Linked DNA regions of Mus musculus: region 2 is linked to region 1. A link is a contact called in public promoter capture Hi-C data. All regions are on one chromosome and are shown on one strand. Each heading gives the region's core, a stretch centred on a gene start, on an enhancer-like site or on the middle of the called end of the contact. The rest is flanking DNA. Distances are from core to core; before and after follow the strand shown.

Region 1 (4,745 bases), core at 35-2,534:
TGCTACGATATTTAATAGGTGAGGATATATATCATTAAATTAGACAGCTTTGTAAGTTACCATAGACTTGGCCTTTTACTTTGAGTGCAATGAAAAGCCACTAAAGGTTTTAAGCAGGAGAGGATGATTTGACATAGTTTTTAAAAAGCGGGAGTGCGCTGGGGATAGTTCAGTCCATAAAGCTTGCCACTTACTTGCCATACAAACAGGGGGTCTTGAATTCCGCCCATTGTAGCAACTGCAACAACAACGTCCTGGATTCCCAGCACTCAAGAGACAGAGACGGTTCTCGAGCTCCTGGGTCCACCAGCCTAGTCTAATCTGTGATCTCCAGGTTCCCTAGTGCGCTCCCGAGTGCACACAATCATAGGGTGGAGAGCAGAGGAACTTTAAAATAGTGTATCAAGATATGAAGTTTGGAGGCAGGGAGATCGGTTATGAGACCTTTGCAAGCAGGAGATAATTATGACTCAGAGGTGGAGCTATAGTGGACAAGCACACATTACGGTTCACTGATAAAAATCTGAATAGGTTATGCAGGAAGCTAAGCTGAGAAGCTGTCCTAAACAACTAGTTGTCTGAGGTAAACAAAACTGGAGAAAAGAGCAACCGATGAACAAGCTCTAGTGCCTTTTATTGATTGCATGCTTGCTGTGTGCAATTCTGCTAGGAAACTTGCAGGAAAAAAAAAAGTTTAATTAATTCCCAACACTGCCAGAGAACGCTTTGCCTTAGTTCTGTAGAAAACAGGTTCGAAAGTGGGGTGGAGATGGGGCTGCCTCACCGCTACGGAGTGCTGGAAGCCGAATCTTAACTTAAGTCGGTCTCTATGGCGGCGTCTCTACAAGGTACCAGGTCCCTCTTTTCCACGGTAGCGAGACTGTAATAAGTTAGTACTGGGAGAGCCTATCCCCAGGCAAGACGCCCCACGTACTTTGACACCTCCTGGGGTTGCACTTCGGTGAGCGCTCGCAAGTCACGTGTGCACATGGCGTAGCTTCCAGACTGGTAGTAAGACCTCTCTCAAGCAATTGGTCGGAATCGGGAAGGAGCCTCGCGATTGGTGGACATTCGGGTTTCCTACAGCAGCGCGCTCTTTCTCGGCTCCTAACTCTCTCCGGTTCTCAGCCGCTTCCGGGCGGCGCGAACCTCTGACGTTTTCTCTTCCCATTGGCCGGCGGACACGACGGCTGTTCTGCTGTCTGATTGGCTTCCCGCGCCGCCTCGGAGGTGAAGTGTACCGCGCTGATTGGCTGCGGAGTGGCGGCCGCGTGTGATGTCCCCGGCGGCGATTGGCCCACGCCTGGCTGCTCGCCGGCTCTGGGGCTCCCGGAAGGTGGCAGCTGAGGAAGGGGCGCGCTACCTGTCTCCGCGGCCGGGCAAGAGAGAGACCCCGGCGTGAGGCGGCCTCCCTGGGCCGGAAGGGCTGGTCAGCCGACGCAGCGGCACCGGAGGCTGAGAGGGTAGGACCAGGGGACGCCATGGCCCCGCAGAACCTGAGCACCTTCTGCCTGTTGCTGCTGTACCTCATCGGGACTGTGATCGCCGGGTGAGGAAGGGGGCTCCCGCGCGTGCAGCAAGAGGCCGAGGGGCGGCCCTTGCTGAGAAGGACGCGGGTGACATCGAGGAGTGAGGGAGGGGCACTGCCGGGTCGAGGGACAAGGGGGTAGTGTGGGCCAGGCTGGCGGTGCAGGGCCAGGTTTCCCCCAGGAAGAGCGGGGGTTGGTTGCAGAGCCAAATACCACGTTTGGGGATTGGAGGGAGTTAAGTGGCTGTGAGCAGAAGAAGGGAGGCGGACGTCTGAGGGATGAGGCTCTTGATGGAAATGAAGGAAGCGAGTGTCAAGCTGGGGTTGAGATTATAGATACGTCCTTGACGTCTGAGTTCCAGAGTGGGACTGTGGGTTACCCAGTTTGCAACAAGCCTCCAAAAGGCTGACACTAAAGTGGGTGGGCCATGATGCCATGTCAAATGAGGAGAGCAAGAAAGGAAGCCAAGCTCAGACTGAAGAAAGTTGGCTTGAGAGAGCAGCAAGACACTTTAGAGAGACCTTGTACTTCCCACCTTCTTGGGCTAACGAACCTGAACTGTCTTCTTGCCTCGCTGCCTCTCACCATGGTTCCTTCCTGAGCTGGATGGTCTGAGTGACAACAGTTCTCTAACAGGCGATAAAAACTGGGATTCTAGTCTCATGCCACTCTTAGGAATCCTACAAGCTTGAAGGAACTGTGTCAAGTTCCTGAAATCAGGGATAACTGTGCCAACTTTCAGGGAGAAAGAGCAGGCTTAAAGTTTCTCCCAGCATTTAAATGCATGCACGACCCTATAGATGTGGTGACTTAGGATATGGTATGTTGGACTTGTGTTCTAGAATGCCTTCACCCTCAATCCCTTCTTTGGGCTGATGAAAATAGGTGGGTCAGAACTCAAGGTCATTTTCAGCTATCGACTGAGTTCCAGATTTGCCTGGCCTATATCACATGCTATTTCAAATATATACATAACTGCAAAAATAAAAACACACCAAAAGCTCATAGATGTCAGATTTTGACAATTTATAGGTTGTTCATAATGGGAAACTCACTGCTTAGCATAGCTTTTAAAGTTATTTTCTTTATTTTGTTTTGTTTTGTTTGCTTTAATCTTATCATTTCTTCTTTGTGACATACTTTAAATTTCTCAAAGTTGACATTTCTTACATACACTTTATTGTTTTGTTCTTGTTTGATTAAGCCACGGAGTACCCAAGGTACATCAACATACGATTTTGCATGTAGGAGTTGAGGTATGCTGGTCTCCAACTCAATATGTAGCTGAAGGCAGCGTTGAACTCCCTCCTGATCCTTCAGTCGTCACTTCCCAAGTGTTAGACTTGCAGGCATGAACGACCATTCCTGGAAAATACTAATATTGTTAATACTATAGTCACTCATAAAGCAGCCTCTGGGGAAATAATGCTGACACTCAACTATATCAGCCCCCCCCCCCTTTTTCTTTCTTGTATTTTTCTGAGCTATCATTTAACCTTTTCACTCTTAAATCTTTCATTATTCTCTGACAGTTTCATATACACACATATACCTACCCACAACTCCTTGCTCCCCCCACACATATACTTGCCCTGGGCACACCCCAATATGTTCCCGTCCTAACTTCATGTACCTCTCTGAGTCCGGTTAGTTAGTGCTGCCTTCTCACATGGTGACTATTTGTATTGGCTTGCTCAGGTAGGTCTTGTTCAGGTAACCATATCTTGAGTGAATTCATGAATACCATTTGCAGAAGACAAAATTTGACAACACTCCTTCCCACCCTCTGTGTTTACATTCTTTCTGTACCCTCTACCCATGAACCTTCGGGAGTGTGGGAGAGGGGTGGAAGGTTGAAACACCATTCCATTTAAGATTGATGTCTCAATACTCACTCACTTATTCTCCATGCTTTGAACAGTTATGCTGTTGCATTAACTACTGCCCCTGAAGAAAGAGGTCTCTCTGTCCAAAAAGGAGAGTGGCATGGATTTAACCTTATATTCATGAATATAACATATAACCATGTATATATATTTGTGTGTGTGTTAATATAACATACTTACATGTTGTATCATAGATTGTATTTATATTATATCATATATTTCCATATATATTCATATGTAGTCTATGGATATAACCTAAATATTTACAAGGTAGTTTGACAACATGCCTATTTAACAAAACAACAGTAATAAGTTCATCCCTAGAGGCAGGCAGATCTCTATGTTTGAGGCCAGCCTGGTCTACAGAGTAAATTCCAGGACAGGCAGGGCTACTGAAAAACCCTGTATTGAAAAACAGAATAACAACAACAACAAAAAAATGTATGTAGTTGAGCTGGATATGGTTTTATATACCTATAAATTCAGCATTTGAGAGGTAGAGGCGGGAGGATCAGTTCAAAACAAACTTCAGATACATACTGAGTTCAAGGCCAGTCTGAGCTACATGAGGCCCTGTCTAAGAAAACTAACCGAGAAACCTAACAGAATGATTAAAATAGCCAGATAACTTTTCAGAAGTATGACTAGGAGTTTATAAGGCTGAATGCTAGGATTCATGAATCTAGGACTTAATGAATTTAAGGCAGGCACTCTGAGCCACATGCCAGACCATAAAATGTATTGTTTAATATTCTGTCTTATGTCTTGGTTCCCCAGTGCATTTTCCCCATGCATTTTAAAATTACCCCCAACTATGTCAGTGACTATTATATGACTTCCTTAGCCCCATTGTTGAGATAATGTTTTCAGTTTCTATTCTAGTTTCAGACTCAAATTCTAGTGGTTAAACTTCTGGCAAAAAGAGTAGGTGTTGTGAGCATACTTATGTTCACCTCTCGGAGGGTGTTCACTGGCCTCTTCAATGAGCCGGATATGGCCCTTGCCTGGAATGCTTTTTATAGTCTTACTCTAGCTTTCTATTAACACTTCTTGCAGAGAAAGAACCCTTTTATGGCTGATTCCAGCATAGCTCCTGGCAATATTCTCTATTTTATGTTCCAGTTTATATCATATGCATATTCTCAGCTTCAGTGATACAGAGGTTCCTGCATGTGGACTTTAGAAGATGTCTATCATAAAGACTTGATCTCAGGAAATTAGTGGAGTTACTAGCAGTGAATGAATGAAATGTATTTTTTCTCTTCCAGCAAGATACACCATAATCCTTACATCCGGATGCATGCTACTTTTCCTTCAGGGTTATTATTTG
Region 2 (4,827 bases), core at 167-2,666, about 21 Mb after region 1:
ATAAGAGTTATGGACTTGTTGGAGGAAATGTGTCACTGGCTTTTAGGTTTCAAAAGTACATGCCAATTCTCTTTGTTCCTATGGATGAGAATGCAGTTCTCAGCTACTGCTCAGGCGTCTGCCTGCATGCCAACATGCTTCCTGCTGTGATGATAATGGACTAAACCTCTAAAACTGTAAGCAAGCCCTCAATCAAACGTTTTCTTTTATAACAGTTGCTTTGGTCATGGTGTCTCTTCACAGCAACAGAACAGTGACTAAGACAGTTACCAGTAGTAACTGGCAGAGTTGTTACTGGAATTATAGATGTATTAGTTTTAGAGGCTATAATATAGGCTAGTGGCTTAAAAGAAACTGAAATTTGTCAAATACAATGTTTCCATATTAACTGTGATAGTTCCCATTTTGCTACAGTGTAATTGTTCTTTTCCCATCTTGCCCCTCTACCTCTAAGCCATCTTCTCCAAATTGACAGCCTTTCTCCAGACTCATCCAAACATTTAAACACACTTGTTCTCCAAAAATGGACACACACTGTATTATATGCACTTCTCTGAACTCTGCTTTTCATTCAGGAAAAAATAGGCACACCTTCCAAAAAATCGCCATGAAACTAACTCTTCCAAAAGAACTAACTACCATTGAGACAGCGGAAAGTCTGAACGTAACACAGCCCATTCAACAATGTTCTTACTGGTTCACACTCAAGTTAGAGGGCAGGTGCTAGGTCTATGGGGCACAGCTTTCCTTATCATATTTCCACCAGTTTATAGTTTGGTTTAGATTCCCTGGCAGAATGTTTTACACACGTTGCTTTTTCAATCATTACAATACTCCCAGGGTTTAGGTACAATCCCATTTTGCCAGTAAGTAAGCTGAATTGCCAACAAGTGGCCGGGTCCAAAGCTCCAGTTCTGAATTTCTGCCCTGCCTTGAAAGCACACACGCCTTCAGTGGGCTGTTCATGACAACATCCAGGCATGGCTATTTAGATTCAATTTTCCCTTAGTTCCATTAGCCATCCCAGGAGCCCTAGACTTTCCTATTCGTATAGCTTCCCAAGTAACTGCTAAACTCAGAAAAACTTGCAGCTGAGAAGCTCATTCTCTGGCAGAGGCCAGGAGAACGGAGGTCCTTTTCTTTCTGAACTGTAACTGGCAATCACACTGGGAGACTCGGAGCTGGCAAAAGCCTAGACCAACAAGAAACCAAGTAATGACGAGGTGGGAACAAGACTGCAACGCAATAAAAAAAAAAAAAAAGTGGGCGCTATTCACCCTCCCTCAACAAGGAAAAGGAACACTCACCGGTTGATAACACAACTCCGCACCCTCAGGACCCTTAAACTCTTCGCAAGAGATAACACGTGTTCCGACTCGTAGAACCCTTGGCCCACTAAACCACGGTCTCCGCCGCAGAGCCAATCCGGAATTTCTGCGTCATCACCAAGCGCCAGAATTACGCAAAGGCCCTGCTAAAGAAGCCCAGTGACCTCCGCCGATGCCATAGTAACAGCGTGAAAGCAAGCTTCCCGCGCAACGCCTCCTGGGAGTAGTAGTTCCGGAATGTCTGACCCCTGTCTAGCTGCTAGGTGGCAGAACTACAACTCCCAGAACCACCTGAAAGCAGTCTGGGAGGAGGCGCAGTTGTCTCTGTTGTGGCCGAAGTCTAGGCCCGAGAGTGCAAAACGTGCTGCTGGCGCCCCAGGGAGGGTCCGCCTCAAAGAAGAAGATGGAGCTGAGTCGCTGGAAACGGTTATCAAGGAAGCTGAATCTCAAGGTGATCCCAGTCGGGAGCTTTGAGGAACATGGGCCGGCCCTAGGCGCCACACAGTCCTGAAGCCAGCCGCTTCCCGCCCTGCGCTTCCTCACTCTTCCCCCGGGGGCATCCTTACCTGGCCTTGGCTACCCTAGAGCCTGCACAGCCCTAGGTAGCGTGATTTAAGGAGCCAAAGGGTCTGTGTACTCACTACTGTGATGGGCTGCATCCTGTAAGGATTATTTCTATCTATGGAGAGGTCTCCTAGTGTCCATCATGGTGAGGGGAATTTGCCCCTAATCCTTACTCTGCCACCAATTTTAGGAAACTTTCCGCACATTTTCTTCTGCCCCCTTCAAATCTGAGTTAAGGGGTCTTTAAAAGGAAAAAAAAAATCATCACACGAAATTCTCTGACGTTATCCCTTATATCTTTCCCTTTCCAGTTTTACACAAGGTATCTAAAATGAACCCAGAAGTCCAGATGGTTGTATCTCAATACTTTATCCATATGGTTATCTCTAAATTTCACGAGCATTCAAAGTTAGAGCCTCCCTGTATCTCTTACCTCTTCTGTGTATTAGCACCTAAAGGCATCAGGAGGTTGAGGAAGAATTGGGGTGGGGGTGGGGGGTAATTAAAAATAAAAGAGACACCATTTAAAACTTGGAACATTACAAAAGTCACAGCCATGCAAAGTCACAGCCACACCAAGTGTGCCTTCCAGAATACCTCTTAACAGTCACAAAAATAGATGCTTTAAATGTAAAGGAGAGTATTGAAATGGAGGGGCTTCAGCTTTCAGCAGCAGAGCAGTTTCACCAGCTGCTCTTACCTTTCAGTTTTACTTTCCTGTAAAAAGAAAAAAAAATCCTCTTAGACGAGTGGCTTTTGTGGGGGCCCCAGGTAATCATTCTTGTGGGTTATCCTAAATATAGCAGCTGTGTGCACAGGGCACATTCCGCTTAGTGAAAACCATGCTCCAGATACCAGAGGGCACAGGCCAGAGCATTAGTGAGTGGAAACTGAGGTTGCTCCATTGCATAATAGATGGGGCCCGAAATAGCATATGAATATAGATTTGATGATGCAAGGCAAAAAAAAAAAAAAAAAAAAAATTGGGACAACTTAGAACTACAAAAAGAGGGATTTTTCCCCCCTGATAGTGCTCATTATTACTGTCTAGAGGATAAAGTAAAATCCATGAGCGCCTTGAAATTCAACTGTGTTTGAATAAGATCAGCTCTTTCTTTGTTGCCATGACAGTTATTTAGACAGAACAGCTGCATTAATTGTGTGTAAGGTGAGATGAAGGTGAAGTGTTAGGTAAGTGAGGGAGGATATTATACCCTTTACAGCAACTTTCTTGTGCCAGTTGATTGGTTTCTTGTCCCGTTGTTTTAAAAAAAAAAAAAAACAAACCCCGAATATTTTTGCAAAGCAAATCCCCTTGCTTACTCAGTGGCTGTTAGAGTTCTGTGAGCTTCTGGATGTCAGAGAACAGAGGAGGCTCCCTGTGGTCTCCATTTCTCAGTTCAGGTTAATAGCTGACTGATCTGGGTAGAGATTAATTTGTTTCGTTCGTTTTAGGCTTGGTACAACAGTACAAGTTGAGTAGTTTTGTTCCACACCCCCCACTCCTGTTTTATCAGACATCTCAGGTGTAGGAAGGACTGGAAGGCATCTGGCTACTTCTACAAACAGGAAAAGAAAGGACCATAACAGTCGTTAAGCAGAAAATGGCAGAAAGAGGTGAACTAAACAGTGTTTGTATGGGTTTCATGAGAAGTAATGTTTCTATACCCGAATATAGAATACATACTTCTATACGTTGACTCTTAGCCCTGGAGAACTAAGACATAAAAAAAAAAATGCTGATGCCTAGACTACAGACCTAGTACATTACAATCTCAAGGTAGCCAGGAGTGATAAGGATGTCACAGACAAGGCCTCCTGTTTCTTCTCCTGTGGTTTAATGCGCGTTCCCTGCTAGTCAGTGCTGAACTTGCCAGTGAAAAGTTGGGAGGAAAGGATGAAGGCTACCTTTCCATATGCTTTAGTGAGAAGACAGCTTAAAGACAGTAGTGTTGCTGAAGCTATTGCTATGCATTAATAGTTTGTATCTATTTCCTACAGTCTTCATTTGAGCCTGATAATGTGGGGCACTGGATTAAGGTAAGGCATTTCAAAATCAAACAGGAAGCATAAGGCTCAGGTGTCATGATAGATCTCCAGTGTGCATACAGGTGACTGTTGCTATTCCTGTACGATTTTGTATGTCACCTCAATTTTAGATTTTCTAACATCTTTCATTATTCTGTTGCTTTTCGTGAGGTGGCTTAAGTATAAACAAGAAAACAAGTCGATGCACATGCCTTTCCACTAGCATGAGCATTACATGAAGAAGCCAATAGAGTAAGAAAAAAGAGACCTTGGGAGGTAAAGTTGTAGCCTTCGTCAGACACAAGGAAGACGGTTTTGTACGTACTTCAACAAGAGGACCCATTGGCGAAAGCTACATGGCTATCACCAGAATTCATTAATGTCAAGAGCAGTCCAAAAATGGACTAAAAGTTTTCATTAAGAGGCATGTTTTCCATCACTGGGAGTATTGGAGTAAATGCTAAAATTTCACTTAATGTTGCACTAATAAAGAGTAAGCTGGAGCATCCATTGAGAGGGGGATTAGATAATCCGCACAGAAATAATGACTTCCTGACCTGTGATATCTTCCAGTCCTGAGATGTGTACTTTTTAACTCAGGTACCATTAAAAACACTTCATAGGCATACATCTGTCAACTTAGCAATTCATTGTAATCAGTTTATTTGTGTAGCACATAGTTCAAAATCATGTGGTATTTTCCTGAGAGAATCTTCTATCTGGAAGTATTTTGAGCAAATTTTATCTACGTTGGCAGGTGTTATGGGCACCCAGCCAGCCAGAACCCAGCCTAGCTGTAAAGTTTTTAAGCTATTTACTCACTTGCTATTATTTGTTAAGTGCCTACTAAATCCAAGCTTGGGATGTTGAGTACCACAACTGAAATGAGACGCAGGCCAGAGATTAT

What was found. Promoter capture Hi-C pulls out the DNA fragments that hold promoters and counts their contacts.
Region 2: a promoter capture Hi-C map of pre-B cells shows a contact between it and region 1, with 6 times the contacts expected there. The contact joins the promoter of Qtrt2 here to the promoter of Dnajb11 in region 1. A contact is called at or near these places in 1 of 39 promoter capture datasets (pre-B cells) and 1 of 484 Hi-C or Micro-C datasets (CD4 T cells).

Annotation. Positions count from the first base shown.
Region 1 is chr16:22,856,561-22,861,305 of GRCm38.p6, forward strand. Dnajb11 (DnaJ heat shock protein family (Hsp40) member B11) reads left to right here and starts at 1,285. Exons shown (of 10, transcript NM_001190804.1): 1 at 1,285-1,549. The coding sequence starts at 1,482. Tbccd1 (TBCC domain containing 1) reads right to left here and starts at 1,109. Exons shown (of 8, transcript NM_001081368.2): 1 at 785-1,109.
Region 2 is chr16:43,888,260-43,893,086 of GRCm38.p6, forward strand. It overlaps Qtrt2 (queuine tRNA-ribosyltransferase accessory subunit 2), which reads right to left and starts at 1,417. Exons shown (of 9, transcript NM_001356329.1): 1 at 1,308-1,417. It overlaps Ccdc191 (coiled-coil domain containing 191), which reads left to right and starts at 1,643. Exons shown (of 16, transcript NM_027801.1): 1 at 1,643-1,779. The coding sequence starts at 1,732.